Regions from separate parts of the Sus scrofa genome. Here regions 1, 2, 4 and 5 are each linked to region 3. The links are chromatin contacts, called in public Hi-C and HiChIP or PLAC-seq maps. All regions are on one chromosome and are shown on one strand. Each heading gives the region's core, a stretch centred on a gene start, on an enhancer-like site or on the middle of the called end of the contact. The rest is flanking DNA. Distances are from core to core; before and after follow the strand shown.

Evidence for each region. Hi-C and Micro-C count contacts between places; a contact is called where the count stands out from the background. HiChIP or PLAC-seq counts read pairs in DNA pulled down with a chosen protein or histone mark.
Region 1: an H3K27ac HiChIP or PLAC-seq map of skeletal muscle shows a contact between it and region 3. The contact joins two enhancer-like sites. A contact is called at or near these places in 5 of 47 Hi-C or Micro-C datasets (blood, embryonic fibroblasts, liver and 2 more) and 2 of 2 datasets of contacts at active chromatin or transcription factors (alveolar macrophages and skeletal muscle).
Region 2: a Hi-C map of skeletal muscle shows a contact between it and region 3, with 5 times the contacts expected there. The contact joins two enhancer-like sites. A contact is called at or near these places in 3 of 47 Hi-C or Micro-C datasets (heart right ventricle, liver and skeletal muscle) and 1 of 2 datasets of contacts at active chromatin or transcription factors (skeletal muscle).
Region 4: a contact with region 3 is called in an H3K27ac HiChIP or PLAC-seq map of skeletal muscle. The contact joins the promoter of HES1 here to the enhancer-like site in region 3. A contact is called at or near these places in 3 of 5 promoter capture datasets (fetal liver, fetal skeletal muscle and liver), 27 of 47 Hi-C or Micro-C datasets (adipose tissue, alveolar macrophages, blood and 16 more) and 2 of 2 datasets of contacts at active chromatin or transcription factors (alveolar macrophages and skeletal muscle).
Region 5: a contact with region 3 is called in an H3K27ac HiChIP or PLAC-seq map of skeletal muscle, with 7 times the contacts expected there. The contact joins two enhancer-like sites. A contact is called at or near these places in 7 of 47 Hi-C or Micro-C datasets (embryonic fibroblasts, fetal skeletal muscle, heart right ventricle and 2 more) and 1 of 2 datasets of contacts at active chromatin or transcription factors (skeletal muscle).

What each region holds. Positions count from the first base shown.
Region 1 is chr13:131,157,568-131,160,267 of Sscrofa11.1, reverse strand. No RefSeq gene overlaps it. Among named protein-coding and RNA genes, the nearest start is that of HES1, 23 kb to the right of the region's middle. Within about 2 kb of position 1,272, at least 28 of the 83 cell types and tissues checked have an H3K27ac peak or open chromatin away from gene starts, as enhancers often do. A contact at or near this core is called in skeletal muscle, where this site is marked.
Region 2 is chr13:131,079,491-131,082,190 of Sscrofa11.1, reverse strand. No RefSeq gene overlaps it. Among named protein-coding and RNA genes, the nearest start is that of HES1, 55 kb to the left of the region's middle. Within about 2 kb of position 1,395, at least 7 of the 83 cell types and tissues checked have an H3K27ac peak or open chromatin away from gene starts, as enhancers often do. A contact at or near this core is called in skeletal muscle, where this site is marked.
Region 3 is chr13:130,789,397-130,792,096 of Sscrofa11.1, reverse strand. No RefSeq gene overlaps it. Among named protein-coding and RNA genes, the nearest start is that of OPA1, 170 kb to the right of the region's middle. Within about 2 kb of position 1,271, at least 17 of the 83 cell types and tissues checked have an H3K27ac peak or open chromatin away from gene starts, as enhancers often do. A contact at or near this core is called in adipose tissue and skeletal muscle, where this site is marked.
Region 4 is chr13:131,134,521-131,137,220 of Sscrofa11.1, reverse strand. HES1 (hes family bHLH transcription factor 1) reads right to left here and starts at 1,251. Exons shown (of 4, transcript NM_001195231.1): 1 at 1,137-1,251; 2 at 894-989; 3 at 553-640. The coding sequence starts at 1,244. LOC102164131 (a long non-coding RNA gene) reads left to right here and starts at 1,642. Exons shown (of 8, transcript XR_002337825.1): 1 at 1,642-2,700.
Region 5 is chr13:131,061,402-131,064,101 of Sscrofa11.1, reverse strand. No RefSeq gene overlaps it. Among named protein-coding and RNA genes, the nearest start is that of HES1, 73 kb to the left of the region's middle. Within about 2 kb of position 1,296, at least 3 of the 83 cell types and tissues checked have an H3K27ac peak or open chromatin away from gene starts, as enhancers often do. A contact at or near this core is called in skeletal muscle, where this site is marked.

The DNA of each region.
Region 1 (2,700 bases), core at 23-2,522, 370 kb before region 3:
AGTGGGGGGAGTCTCAGAGTTACGGGGAGGGTGTGTGTAAGCCCATCATGCTTGTATAGATTCTCAGTCAGCAGAGAGAAGAGTAAGACTATTACAGTTTAAGGTCCCAAGAAGGTCAAAGTTCAGCATAGGAATCCCTAGAAAACACTGGGATATAATGTCTTTATGTATGTATGTATGTATGTATTGGGCTGCCCTGTGGCATATGGAATTACCCGGCCAGGGATTAGATCCCAGCTGCAGTTGTGACCTATGTCCCAGCTATTGCAACGCTGGATCCGGGCCAGGGATCGAACCTGCATCCTGGTCCTGCAGAGACGTTGCCAATCCCGTTGCACCACAGCGGGAACTCCAACATAATGACCTACAGGATCCAATCCTCCCCATCCAGCCCCTCGTCCCCCGCCCTCCCCCCATCTCCTAGCACCCTGCCTCCCTGATTTCCATGCTGTTTCAGGGCTCTCTGCTTTTGAACACGTTTTCCTACTAAGGAAGGAAAGCTCTCTGCCATCAGCACCACCCCTCACCACCCCTCTTATCAGGCTAATGAAATCCCACCCTTCCATCAATGCTCAGAGCCTTCAGCCTCCTGTCCCCACACCCCCACGGGGCAGAGCTGAACCCTCTCTTCCTCCTCTGAGCCTTCTTGTGCGCTCTCTTCTGTCCTGCTGGCCCTTAACACTCTGTATTGGCTGTATTTGTTTATGAGCTTGTCTCTCTCCTGGACCGTGAGCAGCTTAAGGGCACAGTGGCCAGCACCTGGCGGGGAGAGGGGGGCCGAGGGGACACGGGCAGTGTGTGTCAAGCACATTCATTCAATACACATGTATTGAGCATTAACTTTATTCCAAAACTTTATTCCCCACTACATTGTAGGGGACCCAGTAGCGCACAAAGCCATGTCCCTGTCCCGGGGCATCCCCGCCCAGTTAGGAATCAGTGTGGTGTAGTGTGAGCTTGGGGGCCAGTCTGTGCACTGTGTGTGTGTGTGTGTGTGTGTGTGTGTGTGTGTGTGTACGTGTACACATGCGTCTGTGACAGCTCCAGGAGGTTTCCTGGAACCTTGGGTTCTTCTCAGGAAACCAAAACACTTCAGAAAAAGTCAGGCTTTTTCCATGAAGCTTCTTTATGAATTAAGCTGCATAAATCTCCGATCTATTTAAAAACAGGGAAAGGGAAGTCTGCAGAGACAAAAATAACTTTCTCAAGGTCAGTGAGTTGCGAGCTTAGTCCCTTGGGAGAGAAGCCTTGTGCCTTGGACCTGGCTGAGCCTAGGCCGAGGGGTGGCTGTGAGCACGCCTGCCTGTTCCTCTGGGAGGTAGGGGCTCCCCACAGTGCAGCCTCTGTGAGGCAGGCTGTGTGGGTGCCTGTCACCAGGCAGGGGCCCTTCCCGGGAGCTGGTCCAAGGCCACAGAGGCTGAGCAGAAGCCCGTGTGCTGTTTCTGGCGTGGAGGGCTCTGTTCTCAGTGGCGTCTGTGCACAGTTCCTGGAGTGGGGGTAAGACTTATGGCAGGTCCCGAGGGGCTTGGCAGAAGATAATGCAAACCACGGAAGCAACAGAAGATGGGGGGGGGGGCTGAGGGGAAGGGAGGATGAAAGAGAGATCAAGATATTGAGAGTCTCAGCCTGAGCCCTGAGATCCAGCTGTGGGACAGGAACCGGCGTCCAGCTTTGTGCTCTCAGAATACCATATCAGTCTCATGTCCTGTGTCTTTCTCTCTCCATACCCACCACCCCGCTCTTTCACCCCAATTCGCTGCTGCCTTTAAACAACCTTCCTCACCCCAACTCAGAGATTTTTTGTTTTTTTCTTCTCTCACTCAGAGGTTGGGACAATTCCAGGCAGCCCTGGGTCCCCTTCAAGATTTCCTCTTCCCGCCTTCACCACCTCCTTAACTGTACCCAGGGACACTCTTCAGAACTAAGAAGACTAGCCTCCCACAGGACAGAAGGAAAGGGGACCAATCCTACAGAAGGGTCACTGTCCAGACCCACAGGCCCAGGCTGGCCACTCTGTCCATGGCCCGGGGGGAGGGGAGGTAAGAGGGAGCTCCCTGACTCCCTTGAGGTGGGTGACCTCCAGGTCTGAGCCTACACTGGATTCCATAACAGCCTCCCCCAGCTCAAAGAAATACAGAGCCACAGGGAGAGGAGAGAAGCTGACCCGGAGGTGGCAGGGAAATGCCTGCTGCTGTCAGGTCACCTGAAACCCAAAATCCAGTCACTCAGCTACTCACATTGTATGCACCTATTGACTCTCATTCAAGGGGGGGCAGGCCTCTGGGGAGGGCAATTCAGGGGATTTGGGGCTCCAAGTTGGAGGAACCCCAGGACCACATCATTCAAAGCTCCCATTTTACAGATAAAGAAACTGGAGTTCAGTGAGGGCAGGTGACATCGCCAAGGTGACCAGGAGTTGGAGCAGTGCCCATCTCCAGGTCAGCTTTGGGCTCCACCAGGCCCCCTCCAGGGAATTTAAAGAGGCAGCTTTTCCTGGACAAGGATTGACTCAGGGCCGTGACTCATTAGCACATGAAACCAGTCAGACCTGGTCCTTCTCTGCCTTCCCACTGGAAATCACACCCAGCCCTGGAGCCTCTTCTAACCTCTTCTCTTCTCCCTCTGCTCTCATCTGCCAAACTGCCTGGCATCCCCAGCCTTTCAAAAAAGAAGCTCTTAGAGTTCCCGTCGTGGCTCAGT
Region 2 (2,700 bases), core at 146-2,645, 290 kb before region 3:
AAGGAGGAGGAGGGGTCCGTAAGCCACAGGATGCAGGCATGCTCTAGAAGCTGGAAAAGGCAAGAAAACAGATTCTCTTCTAGAGCTCCTAGGAAAGGAAACAGCCTGGCCAACCCCTTGATTTTAGCCCATTGAGACCCATTTTGGACTTTGGAGCTCTAGTGCCATCAGATGATACATTTGTGTTGTTTGAAGATACTATGTCTGTGGGGATTCCTTACAGCAGCAATAAAAATCTAATACAGCATCTTAGCGAGGGGCAGGCCTCAAGCAGGTTTAGCTGGTACTTCGGACTTAGGACAGACATGGTAGAAGCAGACACAGCCTTCCAAGGCGTTCCAGAGACTGTCTCCTCCTCAGGCCCTCTGCCAGCAGCCATGGCACAGAACCTATGTGTGCATAGGCTTTAAGCAGCTTTATGGGGGTGCTTGGGGCGCACCCCACCCTGAGGCCATCTCACGTACCTCTCACTTCCTCAGGCTTCTGCTGTGTGGCAAGGACACTAACCAATGTGCATCCTGGAACTGCATGGGCCCACCCTTGACTGATAAAGACAGGAACCTACAGGTAAATGCTTCCCCCTTTCGACCCTTGGGTGAGCAGTTCTGAGATGCTTTTCATAAAGCCCTTTGGGAGTTTCCAAGGATTGGAGCGCTGGGTCCCCAAGTGCATGCTGCCACAGTCATGCATCCTTGGCGAGGCTCTCCCTTCTTCCCTGCTCCCCCTGCAACAGAACCTCCCTCCTGCCTCCAGGAGGGACCATTACCCAAATGAATACCTGATGGAGACCTTTGTTTCCAGCTCTGCTTTTGGAGGGAACTGCTAAGACAATACGCTTGAATGGAACAGCTGCTCCTCTCACACTTGCTCAAGAGGGTACGCCCTGTCCAGTCTCCCAGAGCTGCGTGGAGCTCATGCAGGCCAGGGCTAGCAGGTGGTAGGGAGCCCTGGGACTTGCAAGTCTGTCTTGGGGTCTTGGCTGAGGATGCTTCCCGGTCTAATTAAAGACAGATGAAGTCTGGGGTTGAGGGGGAGTTGCCAGGCCCTTGGGGACATCAAGGGCCCTGCTCATTTAGTCGCTCAAGTCCCCTGACTCTGGTCGGCTTCCCTCAGAGCATGCCCACTGTATGAAAACCAGAACAGATGGCTTTCTGATGAACTTAATTACATCATTAGCAACTGGGCTACAAAAATGGGTGATTTGAGAGCGGCTGGGAAGCTGGAAGCCTTGTGGCCCCATGGCCGGGCAGCTGTTCCCGGGGCTGGCTGAACATGCCTTTGCAGTGGGCTCCTTCCCAACCCCCACCCCAGGCTGCCCTGTCACACCTCCTATAGGCTGAGCTGTGCTCTCTGATCCTGAGGCTTTCCCAACAGCCATTCCCAGAACAGATGGAAACGGATCTCTTGGGGACCTCCAGCTGATGCGGATTTCACAGTGGGCGGAAGCAAGTGAGAGGGAGCAGATAGGCCACCCCTTCCCACGGCCACTCGGGAGGCCACACTGGTTGTTCAGCTGTCCACCCTCACTCCTTGTGCAACGGGTGGGGCTTGAAGTGGGGGGGGATCCATTTCAGGAGAGGTGAGCCTGGAAGCTAGGAATATGACATGTCCCAGTCCCTTATGCTTTTAAACCTGAGCTCCAAGGAGCCGCAGGGGCCAGAGACCCCTGATCATCCCTGCTGCAGCCAGCGCGGAGTTTCTTTCCAGCTTCATTGGCAAGCACTGCTGCAGAAAAGGCTAGACCAGTCGTGAGTCCCTGAAAGCTCCCTCCCCCTCCTCTCACTTCCTGTCTTGTAGCCTCAGCTTTTTGCTGTCATCCCAGTCTCCTTTCTGTGCAAGCACGGCTACCTCATTCCTCAGATGCCACTTTCTCCCTGCAGCTCTCCCCTTCTGCCTCCCCTCCCTCCAATTTTAGCCACAATCCAGCCCTCCTTCCTCCGCGGTCTCCAAGTGTGTGTCCCGCAAAAATACACCAGTCACTTTATGCCCTCGATCATAATTATTTCCGTACTTGGTTCATTTCTGCCACTGGTCCTCTTCAGAGCAGGGAATGGCTTTTTTGGCTCCACAGTCTCCATGGGAGATGCCTGGGAAAATGTCTTTTGGTTTGGTTGCCTTTGTCTTTTTTTGTTTATTTATTTATTTTCTTTTTAGGGCTGCCCTTGAGGCATATGGAGGTTCCCAGGCTGGGGGTTGAATCAGAGTTGCAGCTGCTGGCCTACACCACAGCCACGGCAACGCGGGATCTGAGCCAAGTCTGTGACCTGCACTGCAGCTCATAGCAATGCTGGATCCTTGACCCACTGAGCAAGACCAGCTATCAAACCTGTGTCCTCATGGATCTGAGTCGGATTCGTTACTGCTGAGCCACGATGGGAACTCCCACCTATTTATTTATTTTTAATGAAAGTATATTTGATTGACAATGTTGTGCCGATTTCTGCTGTACAGCAAAGTGACCCAGTCACACATACATACATAGTTTCCTTTTCTTGTATTGCCTTCCATCATCATCTATCCCAAGAGATTGGATGTGATTCCCTGTGCCATACAGCACGACCTCATTGCTTATCCATTCTAAATGTAATCATTTGCATCTACTAACCCCAAACTCTCCGTCCACCCCATCCTTTGTGTTTATTTTTAATGAGTCCATGTGAAAAAAAAACTGACATCAAAAGCTGCTTTTTCTAAAGACCC
Region 3 (2,700 bases), core at 22-2,521:
TCCCTCCTGACGCTCAGATTAAGGAAGGTGCGCGGTTCTCCCACCTGCCAGGGTCTTGCACCATTTCCCACTGACCGCTAGCAAAAGACCCTCTGGGTTTACTTGAACATGGGTCAATTTCATGGGGGCACATTATTGGTAAAAGCGAGGTTTCCTGATGACGAGTGTGGAATGGGAGCCCCGAGAATAGAGAAGGCTGCCTTCAACACATGACTCTGTTTTGGTTGCCACCACCCCTGTCTATCACAGGTGGTTGAGTCCCAGTAAGGAGTCCTGGACCGGGGGTCCTTTTTCTGGCCATGCCCTCGGCATGCAGAAGTTCTCGGGCCAGGGAACGAACCTGCACCACGGCAGGGATAACGCCAGATCCTTAATCCACTAGGCCACCAGGGGACTCTTGAGGTGGGGTTCCCTGCTCTGCTGTCTTGCCTTTTGGAGGCTCAATTTCCCCACCGAGAAACTGAGACAACACCTTTGAGCCAGGGTCTGGTGCTCATGCATTAGCTGAGCTGGCCGCCGACACCCCTTGGCTGTGGCCCAGAGCTCAGCGGTGGTGAGCAGCCATCTGCAGGGGGTGGAAGAAAAACAGGAATGCCCCCCACCCCTCTGCCACCCACGCCCAGTGCAAACAGTCCTCACCCCTTACAAGCAAGTAATTAGATGTTCCCAGGGTGGCCTGTAAATTGCTAACTTCTCTCTTTGGGAGGTAAGACAGGAAAGAGATTGCTACCGAAAATTTCTCTATTTTTCTGTCTGTGGATGAGTGCATTTTGAGAGATAGCCTCTGTGTGTGTGTGTGTGTGTGTGTGTGTGTGTACCAGCACCCTCCTCTCCAGCCCATGACTTACACAACTGGGTATTTACACACCAGATGATCCCTGCAGGAAAAGGCAAGTCCCCAGCTGCTGTGGAATTTTAAGAGATCTCCCTGGAATGCCCTTCTGGGATGTCTGGTTCTAATTGCCTCCGTCAGCCAGTGCTGGCGAGCTGGCAGAAGCAATGAGAGGTGAAATTAAACAGATTCCAGTTCACATCAGACCCCCAGCCTTGCCAGAGCTCCCCCACCTTCCCATCCCAGGGCTGGAAAATGATGGTGGGCATGCTGGAAAGAACTCTAGACTGGAAATTGGAAGGCCCAGATTCTTGTCCCTGTGCTGCCACTGCCACCCTGCCCTGGGTGGCTTTGGACCCAGCGTTTCCCTTCTCCAGCCTCCATCTTCCTCATTTGCTGAATGAGTGGTGAGGACCACTGGCTGGTCTCCAAGGCCTCTTCCCAGCCTCAGATTCAGGGACAGTAATGTCAAGTTCTCGCTGCAGAGTCGAGCGGCGGGGAGGGGGCTGGACTTTCTTCTGAACTTTAAAACCGGATGCTCTGCATTTTTAGATCTTTACGAAGAACAGGGGAAAGAGAGAGGATCTCGTTCCCACCCATTATAACCCAGCCCCAGCCCCAGCCCCATTCTTTCCTTGCTCCTTGGCTCTGGGTCGGGATGGTGGAACCCCAGCCAGAGAGGAGACGGGCATCTGCAGTTCCCTAGTGCCCCCTATAGGCCCAAAGGACAATCGCGCTGAAATGGGAGTTGTCCCCGGGGCCACCTGCACCTCAGCCCCCCAGGCTTCTTCTACTGCAAAGCCTCAGGTTTTAGAAGCAGAAGATTCAAAGAGTCCCCTAAGTTGTGGGGAATTTATCTTTTTAGCCTACTGTTTTGAGGTTCAGATTAAAGCCATTGGACTAAAAGTCATAACAGGCTGGGGCCGAACCCCCTGTAGGTTTCCTATGGTGCATATAAGAGCAGCAGGAGTACCAAGCACCAAATACTGAAGGCTTCTGGTTCATACTCTGCTCTTACTCACCCCTCCCTGCCAGCACCCTCACCCCTAACCCTACAGTGGATGCTTGCACATCTCCAGTGCCAAGGAGCTCACTACTTTCCCAATCTGCCTATATATCTGGCAGGGATTCTGTATGATTAGTAACAGAGCCCAAATCACAAATCTGACTTCATCAAACTAGGGGTTTATTTGCTCACCTGAAAGATACCTGCAGAGAGCAGCAGGTCCACAAAATCACTGGGAGCTAGATTTCCTTCCAGATTCTTCCTTAGTCATCCTTCTAGCATGACTGCTTCATGGGCCTTGTGGGCCTAGATGATTGCTTATGTTCTCACCGTCACCTCTGCACCCAGAGAGGAAGAGGTGGGAGGGCAAGGGGCCCGGGGTCCCTTCCCACTTGGTCAGCCCCCCTTGAAGACCCATCTAATGCCTTGTGCTTGCATCTTCTGGGCCACTCCAGCTGCAGGGGTGCTTGGGAATGTAGTTTCATGGACCCTTCCCATAAAATCAGGGCCTGATCCCAAGGGACGAGGGAGAATGGACACTGGGTCCTCCAGAGCAAATGGCCGTACAGCCAGTGCCGGTGGAGAGAAGCTGTGAAGGGTTGTGCGGCACTGCAGCTGTCTCTTGAGCACACGAATCTCCCTCTGACTGCAGAGAGGACAGGAGCAAGCGTGCTGGCTCAGTGGGCGTACTCACATGCCCAGAGGGAACGCTCCACTCCCCACACTGGACCAGCTTCCTGCCAAGTCGGTGGAGAGAGAGATGGTATCTGCCACGATCCATCACTCTTTCCCCGTGACGATGCCAAGCAAGTAAAACCTCCCACTTCCTCTGAGCCAGGCCTCTCTGGTACTTTCCCTGGGG
Region 4 (2,700 bases), core at 2-2,501, 350 kb before region 3:
GACCACCCGCCCGTAGAACTGCCTCTGGCTACTAGGATGGGCTTAGGAAAAAACAATCGCTTCTCCATCCTAGCTTGGCGACCAAAGCCGAGACGCTCCCTCTCTGCTCTCAGTCGCTCCATTTAAACCGATCTCAACCTCAGATCTGCCTCCCCCTAACCCCCGCGCGATTTGACCTTGGATAATGCCCTTCCCCCCTTCTCCACCACCAAGCCTTATTTTTCCTTCTGTAGTGGAGTGCTAAACCAGATGACCCCAGGCTCCGCGCAGCTTAAAGACCGCCACGCTTCTAAGTCTTTTCGCCCCCACCCGCTTCCCCCTGGCCAAGCCGCCCGCCGCCCTCGCCACTACAACCTCTCTCCCTCCCTTTCCGGAACAGTAACAACTTGGAGTTGTGGCTATAAATAAGCCCCAGACCGTGGGAACGCAAGAATGAGCCAAGGCAGTAAAATGTAGCTGAATGCCTCTCACAACCACGGGCGGAAGTCTGGAAGAAATCACCGCGGGGCGAGAGGGACGCCCGCAGAGGGGGACGCGGCCAGCCGCCCTCACCCGTCATCTGCGCCCGCTGCAGGTTCCGGAGGTGCTTCACTGTCATTTCCAGAATGTCCGCCTTCTCCAGCTTGGAATGCCTCGAGCTCTGCACAGAAAAGGAGGCAAGGGAGGAACGTGAGAGACTGCCAGCGGCCTCGGAGTGCTGGGGGTGGGGGGTCCCTCCTCTCCGCCGCGTCGCCAACATCCCCCAGACCCCGGGTAGAGTAGACCCAGCCCTCCCGCCTAAGGGAACGCAGTGCAGGCGGGGGAGATCTCGCTGACAAAGGGGTTTGGTTCTTAATACCAAAGAAATAGTATTTCAATTTTTTTAATTAAAAAAGGCAATATTACCCACTTACATCTTTTTTAAGAGCATCCAAAATCAGTGTTTTCAGCTGGCTCAGACTTTCATTTATTCTTGCTCTTCGTCTTTTCTCCATGATGGGCTTTGATGACTGTAAAAGGGGAGGGGGGAGGAAAAAGAGCCCTGAGTTCCCATGAGACTTGACATTTCACCCCAGGGTTTAAAGGGAGAAAGGAGCCCCCACCCATCCCGACTTAATCTCTTAGGGGCTGTGGAGAGATACAGGTATTGCCCTTACCTTTCTGTGCTCAGATGCTGTCTTTGGTTTATCCGGTGTCGTGTTGACACTGGCTGGGGTAGCAGCCACCGGGGACGAGGAATTTTTCTCCATTATATCAGCTGGCATTTTCTGTTTTTTTTTTTTTTTTTTTTTTTTTAATCCCTAGAGAATTTTATTTTTGGAGTTCTTCACACCAAAAAAAATTGTTTTGTTTATGTCTCTTTTACTTGAGACTTTCGCAAAGCTACTGAGCAAGTGCTGAAGGTTTATTATATCTTATGGCTACTTGGTGATCGGTAGCGCAATTCCAGGACCAAGGAGAGAGGTAGACGGGGGATTCCGCTGTTATCAGCACCAGCTCCCGGATCCAGTGTGATCCTCAGGCCCTGGCGGCCTCTATATATATCTGGGACTGCACGCGAACGGCTCGTGTGAAACTTCCCAAACTTTCTTTCCCACAGTAACTTTCAGCCAATGGGAGGAGGAGACACGCGGCACCGCTCGTGGACCGCGCCCCCCCATTGGCCGCCAGGCACAAGGCCTGGCGGCCAATGGCGCGCGCCTGAGCCCGGGGCACCAGAGGCTACAACGTCAATCAAAAGGATTTTAACCCTTTGTTACTCTCCCTACTGGGCTTTGCTTTAGAGAGGATTTTTCTGCATTGGGTTTGATCTACTCTAGTTTATTTCTTTGGAGGCTGGGGTCTTTGCTGCTTATTTCCATTCGCGTGTAATAGAGCTGCTTTGACACTAATAAGTTCACTTGAAATATATTTTTAAAAAGGTTTAGAAGGACAGGGATAAAAGATTATAATTGCATGGTTAAAAGAAAAAGGGGGAACATGTGCAAGGGTGTGACTTACAGAAACATCTAAGTGATTTCCCGCTCAGACTCCGCACATTCCGGGGGTGGGGGGTGAAAGTCGACCATGCAGAAAAAGGACAAAATTCCTTTCTGCATGCAGAAAAGGAAAAAGTGCCTCCATCTTACTTACATTTGCAGGTTTTTCAGAGCAAAGTGGTTTTTGATCCCCGCCCTCCACCCCTACCCCAGCCTGTCTCTCATTTCTGTTACGGAGTTGAGGCCTTGAACCTAGCGCTTCCCCAGGAAACAATCAGAATAATTTCCAACTGAGCAGAAAGGAAATGGAATTTCAAATGAAAGATGAACAAGGAGGGCTTTGATGGCAATGCCTCAGGGACGCGCGCGCGTCCTGGCCACCCTTTCCCTTTCCACCCGTGGGCTCTCAGTTTTGCTGCACATAGAGGTGGCGAGCCGAGTGGCAGCCGCTCCCTCCTTCTCGCCCCGCGAGCGACCAGGGCAACCTCGACACCCGTCGCGCGCGGGCCCTTTAAGAGCTACACCAGCCGAGCTGCAGTTTGACATCAGCCGGCCGGCGAGGGCGCGCCTGGAGCCGAAGCACGTGCCAGGATGTTTTATTGCCGCCGCGGCTGCGGCCGGGCCGGGAGGATGTGTGTGTGCGTGCGTGTGTGAGTGTGTGTGCGCGCGCCCCGGGGGCAGGGAGGCGGGGGGCGGCGGCGGGCGGCGGAGCGCGGGGGCTGGTTCCTGGTCCCCGGGAGAA
Region 5 (2,700 bases), core at 47-2,546, 270 kb before region 3:
ATGCTAGAAGTGGAGACCTCCTTGACTACGTGGGCAGGGGGCATACCTGATGAAGGGAATCGGCTGGGCAGAGGTGGAGGCAGGCACGAGCAGGCCTTGAGGAACCTGGCGTGGCTGGAACCAAAAGTGTGTGCCGAGTGGAAAATAGGTTTGAGAAGCTTGGAATATGGCCAGATTCGGCAAGCTTCTGAATGCCAGGTGTTGGAGGTTTTTTTTTTTAAATGCTGAATTTATGCTTGAAGTGCCTGGAAATAAGAGCTGAGGGAGGCTTGGGAATGAAGGAGGAGAGCCTTGTTCAATGACAGGGCAACAGTCAGGCTTTGAAAGTGTATCTCAAGGGCATCAGATATAGGAAACCTAATCCTAGTTTTCAGATGAGGGCACTGAGGCCAAGAAAGGTCAAGTGACCAGGCTAAGGCCAACAGTAGGTTCGTGGGACTTGGGGATCAGCTATAGCACTTGGCCAGCTCTACAGTGGACCCACCTGTCATTGTCCGCCTTGGCCCCTGGGTACCAGGTGGGGAGAGGGGCTCAAAGAAGGTCCACGTGCTGGGCTTGTGACAGGTGAGTTAGAGGGAGGTGAGAGCAGAAGCAAAAGCAGCTGCAGCCTCCAGCAGGGATCTAGATCAGCCTCCCCATGCTCCGAAGTGGCTGGGGAAAGATCAACCTGTGAGAAACTGTTAGAGACATTCGACTCTGTTGAATGGGCTTTTAAGGAATGAGGAAGATTTGGAATGGATGAAGAGGCAGAAAGAAGGGCATTTTATATCTTTTGGGATATTTTGGTTGCTGTTATCCTTGCTGTTTAAGATGGCACTCTGAGAGTTCCTTGGCAGCTCAGCAGGTTAAGGATCTGGCATTGTCACTGCTGTAGCTCGAGTTCAATCCCTGGCCTGGGAAACTTCCACATGCTGTGGGCATGCCCCCCCCCAAACAAAGATGACACTCTGAACCATGCATTTATGCTAATGCTTTAAATAGAAACACACCAGATTTGACCCAAATCCAAACAATATGACAGTACAGACAGAAAGGCAGAAACATCTGGGAGATATTAAGTATCTATGAGCAGTAGTTTTTTTAAGTCAAAGTCCACGGGGCTGACTTATAGGCAAACTACTTATTCTCTCAATGAAGAAACCAGGGCTTAGAAAATAAAAACTGCCTAAAGCCACATAGATAGTAAGTGGCTGAGCTGGTTGACCCCAGATCCATCTGGCTCCAATGCTTGTCCTCTTTCCACCCCCGTGATGCTCACACTGGGCCAGTTTGATGCTTGGATATCAGATATCCATCTGGTAACTATATTTTCCAAACCCCAAATAGGACACATGGTCTGACAAGTGTGAAAGCACTCGCAGGGACAAGAGGCTAGAATGTTTTAAATTAGGACCATCCAGGCAAATCCAGGACATCTGGTCATCAGAGGTATCCAGGGGCTGCCCACACCCTTGGCACAAGGCTGGCTGTTGCCATTCAATACTCTTTCCCATCCTGAATGCCCAAGGTCTATTTTTTAGTTGGAGCATATGCCACTGATAAGCGAGAGACTTTTAAAAAGATCAAACAAACAGCTGGAGGGAGGTTGCAGTGGACATTCTTTTTAGGGCAGCCTAAGAGTGGAGAGAGACCAGGGGAGGGCAGGGAAGTGGCAGAGGGTGGGAAGAAAAACCCTTGGCTTCCAGATCCTAGGAGGCGCGAGGCGCCATGAGCTGAGGGCAGGTTGAGGTGGGAGGGCTTTCCCCCAGTATCAGGAAGGTAGCTACCCTCTTCTCTCCCTTCCTCTTTCCCCATCTCTTCTGCTTTCTCTTCTCTTTTTTTGAACCTCAACCGCTCCCTTCCTGCCTCCCTCTCCCTCCCACACAGAGAAGAAGGATGCTCTACTGTGCCTGGCGCCCCTGGGAAGGGAGCAGCGGCTTCCGTGGAGGGGAGACGACTTACTAGCTAGTGATGTGATGGCTTTCAAACCCTCTTCTGTGAGATGGGGCAAAGGAACAGGTTTTTATGGAATTCTGTGGGATCCTGGGCGAAACTGTTCTGGAACCTGGAAAGAATTGGACACGTGGTGCTGAGCTGTGTATTCCATGGGCGCTGGGGACGATGTCATGTTGATATTGTTAAGATCAAATGTCAGGCTGAGGAGCATTCATCTGGAGAGATGTGTGTTTCATGTTGTGTGTCTGAGTCATCTAGGAAAGGGAGAAGTGAGATGGGAGGTAGGATGCATGTATGCCCCTGGGTGTGTTGAGAGAGAGAGAGAGAGAGAGAGAGAGAGAGAGAGAGAGAGAGAGAGAGAGAGAGGGCATTTGCTAGAAATCACATAATCATAGAGTATTAGAGACAAGCCTCAAAGAATGTGTAGCTCACCCGCTTCACTGTATGCATGGGGATTCTATTGTCCAGACAAAAAAGTTAACTTTCCAAGGTCAATAGCTAGTCAGTGGTCACAATGGGTCGTGGTCCAGGCCTCCCTGTCCAAGTGTAAGGCTTCCTTTGTCAGGCCAAGTTCAGCCATGCTATACCCGCGGCCCTGCGCTAGGGGCACAGGGAGGCAGAGGGGAAAGGAGGTGTGGCCTCCAGTGTCCAGGCCTCACAGACAACTGGGAAGGCCACGCCCCAACTAAGGGCAGCTCCAAACTCTACTGGGGTATGAGATCCACAGGTAGAGCCCAGGGGCCTGGGAAAATTTACAGGCAGCCA